2 separate regions of the Mus musculus genome follow, and region 1 is linked to region 2. The links are chromatin contacts, called in public promoter capture Hi-C maps. All regions are on one chromosome and are shown on one strand. The core of a region is the stretch at or near the end of the contact, and the rest is flanking DNA. Distances in the headings are between cores, read along the strand shown.

Region 1 (5,050 bases), core at 1,247-3,746, 92 kb after region 2:
GGCTACCTACCCGAAAAGAGCAGAGTGTGCCAAGTGCAGGCCAAGGCCATTACTAAACGATTTAGTCTGGTCAACTAAGCACGTTAGTCTTTTTTTAAAAATAAATACATAATTTATTTCTAAATAGTCTAACTCAATCACGTCTTTTAGGATGGCGGAATCCCCTGTGTACCTGATATTGCAGTATGTTCAGGCTCTACCATTTGGTAAGGCTCTACTGAGATATAATTCATATGTCATAGAATTCACCTGTGTATGGTGAACCGTTCACTGGTTTGTAATCAGTTCTTGGAAATCATATGACCATTATCACAAAGAACAGATCTTAGCCATTTTCAATGCTCCTAAAAGAGCCAAGCCACAACCTCTCTCAGCTCCCACCCCCAGCCAGATGTGGACATTGATGTACTTTCTGTCTCATTAGATTTGACTACTCTGGATATTTCTTATCATTGAAATCATATCACATGAGGCCATTTGTGACTGACTTATTTCACATACCATAAGTTTTCAAGGTCTGCCCATGTCATATCACGGAGTATATATCATCCTGATGGCTGAATATAATCCCACCATATGGATTTACCATAATTTGCTTATCTATTCATTAGCTGGTAGACATTTGGTGTGTTCCCAGTTCTTAGCAATGATGGGTAATGTTTGCATGAACTTCAGCACACTAGGTTTTGTGCATTTTATCCATTTTTATCTATCGTACATGTATGTCTAGGAGTGGAATTTCTGATTTTGCTGTCTTTTGTTTGCCTTGGTGGTGAGACTCTTCCTGGAGGCACCGGAGCAGTCATCTGATCCCGACACCGCCTCCCTGTCTCAGGGCTCCCTCTGGTTTCCATCACTCTTTTTGGCACACACTCACGTATCTACCTCATCAGTCTAAAACGGAAGCTGCTAGCTCTCCCCTGGTAATGAAACTCTGCTCAAAGACCTTATAGTGGAGAAAGAGTGGATGATGTTCCCCTGTGGCTGTCTTCTGACCCCGTTAAATCCTGCCCAAACCTGAAGCTTGTTGGACTCCTTCTCCTTCACAGTCCCCATCCGGTTAATGCTAGATCTAACCAGGCTCACATCCTGAATCCCTTTCCAATCTTGGTCTTCCCACTCCTCCACAGTGTATCCAAATCAACCAGCAAATGCATTCTCAGGGCTAAGAACCAGGGACTCGACAAGAAATAGGAACCATCCCTGATTCTTGGGGTTTCAAGGTGGGGAACAGCAACAGCAGTGATGTATAATGGCAGCCATGCTGGAACACCCCCATGGTGCCTCTTTCCCTTCCTCGACTTCAGGCACTGAACCCAGCCATGAACAAGACAAAGTTCTGGTGAGAGGAAAATCCAAATGCTGATAGCAAATGTGAGAGCCAAAATAAAAGTAGACTCATATATGCACAGTGGGGGAAATAAGGGGGGGCCCTGGAGGAGATGATGGGACACGTGGTGCTCCCTCGAGTGCTTCATAGCTTTGTAGGAAAAGGGATGAACACAACACATACTGCTCCTTCGAAGCAGGGGTTGTGGCTAGAGTGTGGGAACCAGGAAAACAACGAGAAAGTGATCTAAAAGGCCAGAGAAGGATAGAAGAGAGTAATCTATGCAAAGGCCCAGAAGAAAGAAAGTCTAGACAATGGCTAGGGTAGTGCCAGTAAGGCCAGGAAGATGTGCCTGTCTGGGCAAAGGACTGTAAATAGGAGTGTCAGGGAAGTGACATTATCAAGCCTAGTCTATTTTCATTTAATTTTTGTCTGGAGTATAAAGAACTCTGTAGCTACTAGGTATTATAGCTAATTAGCATATGTTTCCTTTCCATGAATCCACAGCTTAGCATCACCTAGGTTTGAAGGCTGCAATCCAATGGTCTGTATTCAGTCAGAACTAACATTTTCTACTGCTGCAAACTGCCGGTCAGGGGCATGCATTTCTGGTTATTCGTGCTGAACCCAGAATCAGACTTCAGGAACCAAACAGAACCAAGTGGACTTGTGGATAGAGATGCCCCATCTTTTTCTACTATCCATGTCCCCAAACCAGGATCCTCATGATGAAGGCCAAACCAGAGGGAGGAGAAACAGGACATTTTAAACTGACTTGTTGAAACTCCTACTTTATAACTCCAGTTCTGTGGAGACGGAGGCAGGAGAACATTTGAGGCTAGCCTGAGCTACATAACAAGGCCTTGTCTCAAAACCAAAACAATAAAGCACACAATAATACTAAACAAAAACAAAAAAAGCAAAACAAACAAACAAAAAAATCAGGGAGAAAGGAGGAGAATAGAAAGGCAGAGGGGGAAGGAGGCTTATACTGAAGTCATTCACCAAACCATACATGTTCCTAGCACACTGTTTTTCTACTACAAAAGCGAAATGATGCATAAAACATTAACAGTGTCAAACCAGGAAAGGTCTTGGGGGGACGGTCCTTGAGACAAGTGGCCCAGACAGCTGCCTAAACTCATCAACAATATTTCAATACCAGCAAACAGCCAAAAAGCCACTGGCCAGAATTCTATCTGGACTTTGCTCCTGGCTAGCATGCCAAGTTATTACTAAGTCAAGCTTGTTTTGCCTGTCATGTAGTATAACAATTGTTGGAAGGACAAGTTTTGCAAAAGAGTTTATTCAGGATGTAGCCACAGGTGGAAATGAGTTTGGAGCTATTCATGGGCTGATGTATGGGGACAGGTGGCTGGAAGTCAGTCAGCCGTCTGAACGTGTGCAGCCGCTGCCCTCAAGACCCTCACTGCAGAGGTGTTATCTATTCCTCCAAGACAGATGCTGCTCAGAAGCAACTTAGGCAAGTAACTAGGAGCAGTGAAGTCTAGAAGAGCAATAATTAAGAGCAAGCTAAACTTAGAAAATGAGTAAAAGCTGGCTAAGTCTTGAAAAGTAGTAACTAAGCAGGTTAAGTCTAGAAAAGCAACAGCTGGGGTCTTGCTAGGTCAAGAAAAGTAACGAGAGCAGGTTAAGTCTAGGGTCCATCATTACCAGAAACATTGGGCAGGCTGCTGATGTCAGCAGATGAAGCAGTTTAAGCCCAGAGGGTTTAGTTAGCTTTTCCCTTGCTCTCAAAAATTCCTCTGCCAATTTTCTTTCTGGCAAATTATTCACCACCAGACTCCCCCTGCTACCTCTAAGCTCTGTACCTCTGTGATTGCTGTGTGATAGGCAGCGTACATTGAAGGAAGACAGTCTGAGTCCTCCTTCAATAAAAGAATCTGAGGGTGGAAAGCAGGTGTTTCAAACAAAAGGAGCCAGCAATTGGGCAGAGAAAAAGTCTTCTACACAAAGTTTGCTGAGGTCCAGTGGGTCCCTGGTTGGAATGGGGGAGAAGCCTCTGTGTCCCTCTTGGTTCCCCAAGGAAAGCCAAATGCATGCATCCAGGTGCCGAATCTCTGGGTCTCCAAACGGGCTCTATCATTACCAGTAGCATTGGGCATTTGAATTTTTCATGGTTTAAGTATCTTCTTATTAAAATGAGTGTAATGATAATCCCAGTTGTATATAGTATTTGTATAATGATAAAATTAAACAGCCCCACATGAAGAAGTCACAAAAGTATATGTGGGTGTCATTATTCCCTTGGTAATAGCAATGGTGGAGTAAGGATGCTATGACAATTAATCTTGGTTGTCAACTTACACCCGGGAAGAGGGAACTACCTCCATGAGAATAGCTTGTGGGCAAGCCTATGGGGTATTTTCTTGACATGTAACTGGTATAAGAGAGCCTGGCCCACAGTAGGCAACACCATTCCTAGGCAGGTGGGTTTGGGCTGTATGAGAAAGGTAGCTGGGGCTGGAGAGATGGCTCAGAGGTTAAGAGCACTGACTGCTCTTCCAGAGGCCCTAAGTTCAATTCCCAGCAACTTCATGGTGGCTCACAACCATCTGTAATGGGATCCAATGGACTCTTCTGGTGTGTCTGAAGACAGCTACAGTATCCTCACATATATAAAATAAAATAAATAAATCTTTAAAGAAAAGAAAGGTAGCTGAACATGACATGGAAAGTAACTCAGGAGGTCGTGGTCCTCCAAGGTCTCTGCTTCATGTTCCTGTCTTCAGTTCTTCCCTCAATGACGGGCTGATGGAGATAAAACAACCCCGAGTTGTTAAACTCAGGCAGGTGCTTACAGTTGCCCCTGGTCTCGGGTGCATCCAGCATCGGTGAGCATATGGAAGCCTGGCTGACATCGGTCACATCTTTGTCCTGTCACACCTGGCTTACACCTGCATTGTCCAGAGTTGTCACATCCAGCACTGAGGGAACCTGTGGCCCACAAGGTGGGGAGAAGGAGAGAAGAAAAATAAGTATTTGTAAGGCATTGAAAAAAAAATGACCATCTGCTTATGGGAGCTCCAGACGCACTCAAGGATGTACAAATCCACTGCTTTTAACAAGGAACCCAGGCCGTTTAAATCTCTACTCGGTACGGGATATTTTGACACGTGAAGATGCCTGCTCCACAGAAAGAAGGGGGTGAATCACAGAAACATTTTTATTTACACATTTGCTCTGACTTGACATTAGGGAACACACAGTGCCTTTCTTTTTCTTTCTTTCTTATTTTTTTTTTTAAATCCCATTGATAGGGTGTGGTAACGCATGCCTATAACCCCCTGGAGGCTGCACTGGAATGACTTGAACCAGAACAAGTTCAGTTAGCCTGGTCTACACAGTGAATTCAAAACTTGTTCAAGCCTTTGAAAACTCAAGGAGAAAAACCAATGACAGCATATTAACATATTAGGATAAATTACTTTCTCCCTTGTATCCAACAACCAAAGGCCATCTTTTAGGGGCCAGTACTTGACTTGTGTGTGTGTGTTTACATGAGTGTGAACTTAGGCAAGCGTGTGGCGGGCAGAGGACCATCACCAGTTTTCCCTGCCAAGGCCGGGTCTTGAATTGGCCTGGAACTCAACAACTAGACGAGGCTGTTCAGATCCACCTGCCCCTGCCCCGCCAGCACCAGGACTACTCGTGTGAGACGACACTCCCATCTCTTTTTCACACGGCTTCTAAGGATCG
Region 2 (5,167 bases), core at 2,259-4,758:
TGTGTAAGAAGCCCACACAGTGAGCTGTACTCAAAGGTCAGTAAGTGTGGGTGATGGCCTGGTAGTTTAAAGCAGCGCCTGATTCCATGCAAAGGATGTGGCCTAATGTGGGACCCTGGTGGCTTTTCTGTATCAAGTGTCCTTCTGTCTTTAGTCACCTCACCTTGTATTCTGTCTCCTGCACCAGGCCACTCACCCAACTATGTTATTATAGTCTGTGGATCTAAAGTAATTCTCTCGTGTGTCTTGGGGTTTCACTGAAAAGAGAACCTTTGAAATTTTTGCCCCATTTTTATGTTTATATTTAGTTTGTGCCATATATGACACACATGCATACACATATGTAGTTAGCTTTATATTTATGTAAAGATACACACATGTAGCCGGGCGTGGTGGCGCTCGCCTTTAATCCCAGCACTCGGGAGGCAGAGGCAGGTGGATTTCTGAGTTCAAGGCCAGCCTGGTTTACAAAGTGAGTGCCAGGACAGCCAGGACTATACAGAGAAACCCTGTCTTGAAAAACCAAAAAAAAAAAAAAAAAAAAAAAAAAAAAAAAAAAAAAGATACATATATGTACACATTTAGCTTTCTTCCTCTAAAGAAAAAATATTTTTTTAAGTCTTTTCTGAAATGATAAATTTTAAGGCTGAGTATGGTGATACATACCTGTAATCCCAACAGAATTTCATGAGTTTGAGACTAGCCAAACCTAAGATGAGACCCAGCCTCCAAATTCATTCAGCAAATGGCTGCAATCCAGCTTAAGTGCCTGGTTTATTTATTTGTTTGTTTGTTTATTAGTTTATTTATTCATTTCTACTATTTTGATATTTTTGTTTGTGTATCTACTATAGGGCCTCACACTGTGGCCTGGCTGGTCTAAGAGGGTTTCAGGGGAGTGGCCTCTGGGAAACGTTTTAAATGAGGCCAGACTTCTAGGATGGCTCCTGCTGGCTGGGGACCTGTGAGGAGTTCTTTCCTTGCAGGTCTGTGGGAAATGACAACTCTGGAAGTGAGAGCCATAAATCATTTCCCAGCTGTGAAGACAAAGGGCTCAGCTCCTCAGCTAGAGTCAGTGAAGCAAACAAAGGTTAGGGACAGCCAGGGGACCGCAGTGCCAACCGTCTGTGTTACCCCAAAGTCAGCACAAGGCTGCGGAGAACAGCTGCCAACCCCGAGGAGTAAACAAAAAATGGAAAGCGGGAAGAGGACCACGTCTAAGCAGTGGAGGCTTCTGGGAAGTATTTCTTATTCTCTCTCATGGATTTAGACAGCCTGAGTTGCATGCATCGGGTGGGGAGCTAGAGGGAGGCAGAGATGGCTAGAGAAAGGTTCTGTCTTCCTTCAGATCGCAGAGGTGCTTTCTTGCAGGCTGCCTGATAATCGGGCACCTAAGCCTGGCGCTCATCTCCATCCAGAACTGTGCCACCCGCCCTTTGCTCCACCACTGGCTGCAGAGACAGCAAGAGAAAGCATACAAGATCTGGGTATCCCACTGTGCCCGCAGAAAACTAGCTTCCAAAACTCCTCTGCCTTCCTGAGGCACAGAAATAAGACCAGGAACCCTTTGAGCTGTGATCCCAGCCTGTGATCCCGGCCCTCAGGAGGTAACTCATGCCTGTGATCCCGGCCCTCAGGAGGCCAAGGCAGGAGAATTGCAAGCACAGCCCCACCTAGACTACAGAGTTACATCACATCAGACTGGGGCCACTTAGTGAGATCCTACCTCAAATAAAAAGTAAAAAGAGGACTCGGGATATAGTGCAGTCATAGAGCTCTTGTCTAGCCTGTTTAAGGGCCCGAGTCCAAAGCAAAATAAAACAACAACAACAACAAAAGCCTTTTACTTCAAGGGCTCAATATTCAATTACTTTCTCATCTAGTCTATCTACCAGGAGAACGTGGTCAGCCAGACCCCTGCTTCTCCACGCTGTCCGAATGGTAAACAACTGTCAAGACACCCCGAGTGATATGAGAGAGGGCAAGACACCCCAAGTGACAATGACCTACAGTGACATCATTCTCTTTTATTCTTTTCTGATCATTCTTTTCAAGTTTCTTTTTAAAAAAAAAAAGACTTATTTTTAATGTATGTGTATTTGTGTGTGTGTGTGTGTGTGTGTGTGTGTGTGTATGCACATGTGTGTGAGTAGGTCCCCTCAGAGGCCAGAAGAGGGCATCAGATCTCCTGGATCTGTTATCTGACATGGGTACTGGGTCTAGAACTCAGGTCCTCTGGAAGAACAGCAAGTATACTTAACCACTGAGCCACCTCTCCAGTGCTTCAAACATTTTTAACTGAGATGCAAGTGTGCGTATTTGTAGGGTACAGTGTGATCATCTATTGCACATACACAATGTGCAGTGTTCAGATTAGAGGAGCTGGCATTTATGTCTTTTTATGGATTGGTGACTTACAAAGAAAGCAAGTGAAGAAACGGAGCCTTCACCCCTCAGTCAGTGCATCGGCCTGATTCTCTCATCCCTGGAATGTCTGTCTGTCCTCTGCTTTTTGGCTTGCTTGCTTGGAGACAGGATCTTACTATGTAGTTTAGTTTCGTTTCTAACTCATGAATTTGGGATCCTCCTGCCTCAGCCTCCAGAACACAGGTATATCTGATACTGGGGACCTATGTTTGGAGACTGGTGACTGCATTTAAAAGATGTGCCAAAAGGCCGTTAGGGACTGCCCAACTCAGAGACAATTGTCTGTTCAGGATCCAAAAAAAGGTTTCCATGTCAGAGCAACAGGAACACAGAAAATAAAGATGTTTGTTTGTTTGAGACCAGCAATTCTCAACCTGTGTTCTCAATCCATAAAAAGGTCTTAGCTTTTCACAGGGTTGTATATCAGATATTTATATTACGGTTCATAACAGTAGCAAAATTACAGTTATGAAGTAGAAATGAAAATAAGGAACTGTATTAAAGGGTCATAGCATTAGGAAGGTTGAGAACCACTACTTCAGACAGAGTCTCATTCTATAGCCCAGACTGGCCAGACTTCACTCTGTAGCCCAGGCCCCTCAAGAATCCGAGGCACTGCTCCTCCCTCAACTTCCAGGGGCTCTGATGAGAAGGGATAAGCTACCACGATCCTCCTTTCTGCTGTCAGGTCCCTGCCTAAGGTCACGTGTTCTCAGGAGGCTTCATTGGCCTCTGTACCCCATCCCCAGGAAGGCCTCGGTCACTTCAGTGACCTGCATCTTCTGCTATTATCAATGCGGGTTATTTACCCAGACCTTCAAACTCCTCAGAGATGGTGATCATGTGGCGTTTCTCCAGCATCCTCACAGCGGCTGGCACAGAACCTCGGGCAGAGTAAGCTCTCATCACATTTTGCTGGAGACTCCTCAAGGTTCAGTTTGGAAGGCCACAGGAATGACTCCTTTAAGAGTTATTTCTTCATAATCCCTAAGCAGAAATAACCCCGCCTAGAGGGATTCATAGCTCCAGTCCTTTCTTTATTACCCAATTTTGGATCTGTCTGCAATTTAGAATGTTTACAAGTCCAGACAGCCTCTGTGCAATTCACAAACAAGGAGAGCCAAGGCAGTTCCAGCTGTGAACACGAGCTGGGGTCATTTCTAATTGCAACCCAAAAGGAAAATTTGAGTTAATATTGATGTTCTAAATGCAGTGTTCCTCTCCATGAACTCCTGGCTGGAAGGGGAGAGAGGATTACAAATGTCAGCCAGGTCCACTGAGAAGCCAGCAGGCAGATCTGTCTGAGGTTTTAATAACTAGGCAGATCACCTGTGCTGTGTTTGATCTCTGGTCAGTCTAGCAGCAGCTGTCATGACAGATTTAGATGGGTCTAGGGGCCTGGACTAAGCCAGGGTGAGTCTTCAGGGTCCTGCGGACAGGAAGGCCGATGGATATTGAGTCTTGTCTCCTCCAAAAGAGCAGGAGGAGAGCCATCAGACTAGAGTGTAAACTTTAGAGCCATTTGGCTGCTTCCCTGGGGTATATGGATGAAAATAGAATGCATTTTGGGAGGCCTGGCATGAAATTAAATTCCAGGGCCCTAGCTACATCTTTGCCAATGGGCTGGCTTCCTACCAAGGCCCAGAAAGGCCCTCGTTATGTAATGTACTGGGAGAGTGGAAGAAAGTGGACAGCTTTGCGCACATGTGCGCGCGCGTGTGTGTGTGTGTTGGGGTATCTGAACCTTTCAGAGGCTAGTCTGCCCAACCACACACACACAAGTATGTGGCTGTAGGCCAGTGGGGCTGGTCTCCTTGGGAGCTTGTTATACGTACTAAACTAGCTGAGGGCTAAGGGTCACTCATACTGGACTGTTAAGATAAACAATGTTTTTGGATTTATTTATTGTGTCACGTCATAGCTCCAAATGTTGGAATCCAAACAGCAGCAAAAAAATTTAGAAATTATAAAAAAAAAAAAAAAAAAAAAGGAAAGTTGCAGAAGTAACCAAATAGAACCAGCCAGCTTGCTGGCCATTTGCCTGGATTTGTGCAATCTATCCTAAAGTGTAACATCTGGTGGTTTACTATGGGCTTTGAAATTATAGTTTGTTTTGAGATAATTCGTAATCCGTAGGAAGTTGCAAGGATAAGACAGAGACATCCCACTCCTGTGGCCTTCAGGTATATGTCACTTTACCACATCTATGGATTAGAGAAGCACCACAATTAAGAACAAGAGCCAGGGCTGGACAACTGGCTCAGTGGTTAAGAGCACTGACTGCTCTTCTGAAGGTCCTGAGTTCAAATCCCAGCAACCATCTAACCATGGTAGCTCACAACCATCTGTAATGAGATCTGGCGCCCTCTTCTGGAGTGTCTGAAGACAGCTACAGTGTATTTACATATGCCATGATGCTTCACCACAGCCCAGACACAACAGAAACAGCCAACCATGCACAGAAACTCTGAAATACACCCTCCTCCTTCAGTTCCTCTCTTGGGTACCCGCCACAGTGCTGAGAAGTCTGACTAAAACACACCCAAGTTGTCGAGTGTATTATTACTGTCTCCTCACGTGGTGACTAGTACTCTGTGGTGTGGATATTTCACAGTTATTTCACAGTGTGGTTTGTTAGCCATTTTCAGATTGTGGGACATTTGGATGTTTCTTCTACTTAGTTCTTACAGATAAAAGTTCTGTGAATTATTCTAGCTACTTGCCTTTCCAAATAAATTCT

What was found. Capture Hi-C pulls out chosen DNA fragments and counts their contacts.
Region 1: a contact with region 2 is called in a promoter capture Hi-C map of adipose tissue. The contact joins two enhancer-like sites. A contact is called at or near these places in 2 of 115 datasets of contacts at active chromatin or transcription factors (embryonic stem cells and pancreatic cancer cells) and 3 of 9 other capture datasets (adipose tissue, liver and pancreatic islet).

What each region holds. Positions count from the first base shown.
Region 1 is chr1:153,154,700-153,159,749 of GRCm38.p6, forward strand. It overlaps Lamc2 (laminin, gamma 2), which reads right to left. Exons shown (of 24, transcript NM_008485.3): 4 at 4,153-4,288. Among named protein-coding and RNA genes, the nearest start is that of Lamc2, 29 kb to the right of the region's middle. Within about 2 kb of position 2,497, at least 7 of the 459 cell types and tissues checked have an H3K27ac peak or open chromatin away from gene starts, as enhancers often do. A contact at or near this core is called in adipose tissue, where this site is marked.
Region 2 is chr1:153,061,728-153,066,894 of GRCm38.p6, forward strand. The region is part of intron 1 of Nmnat2 (nicotinamide nucleotide adenylyltransferase 2); the gene reads left to right. Among named protein-coding and RNA genes, the nearest start is that of Nmnat2, 110 kb to the left of the region's middle. Within about 2 kb of position 3,509, at least 74 of the 459 cell types and tissues checked have an H3K27ac peak or open chromatin away from gene starts, as enhancers often do. A contact at or near this core is called in adipose tissue, where this site is marked.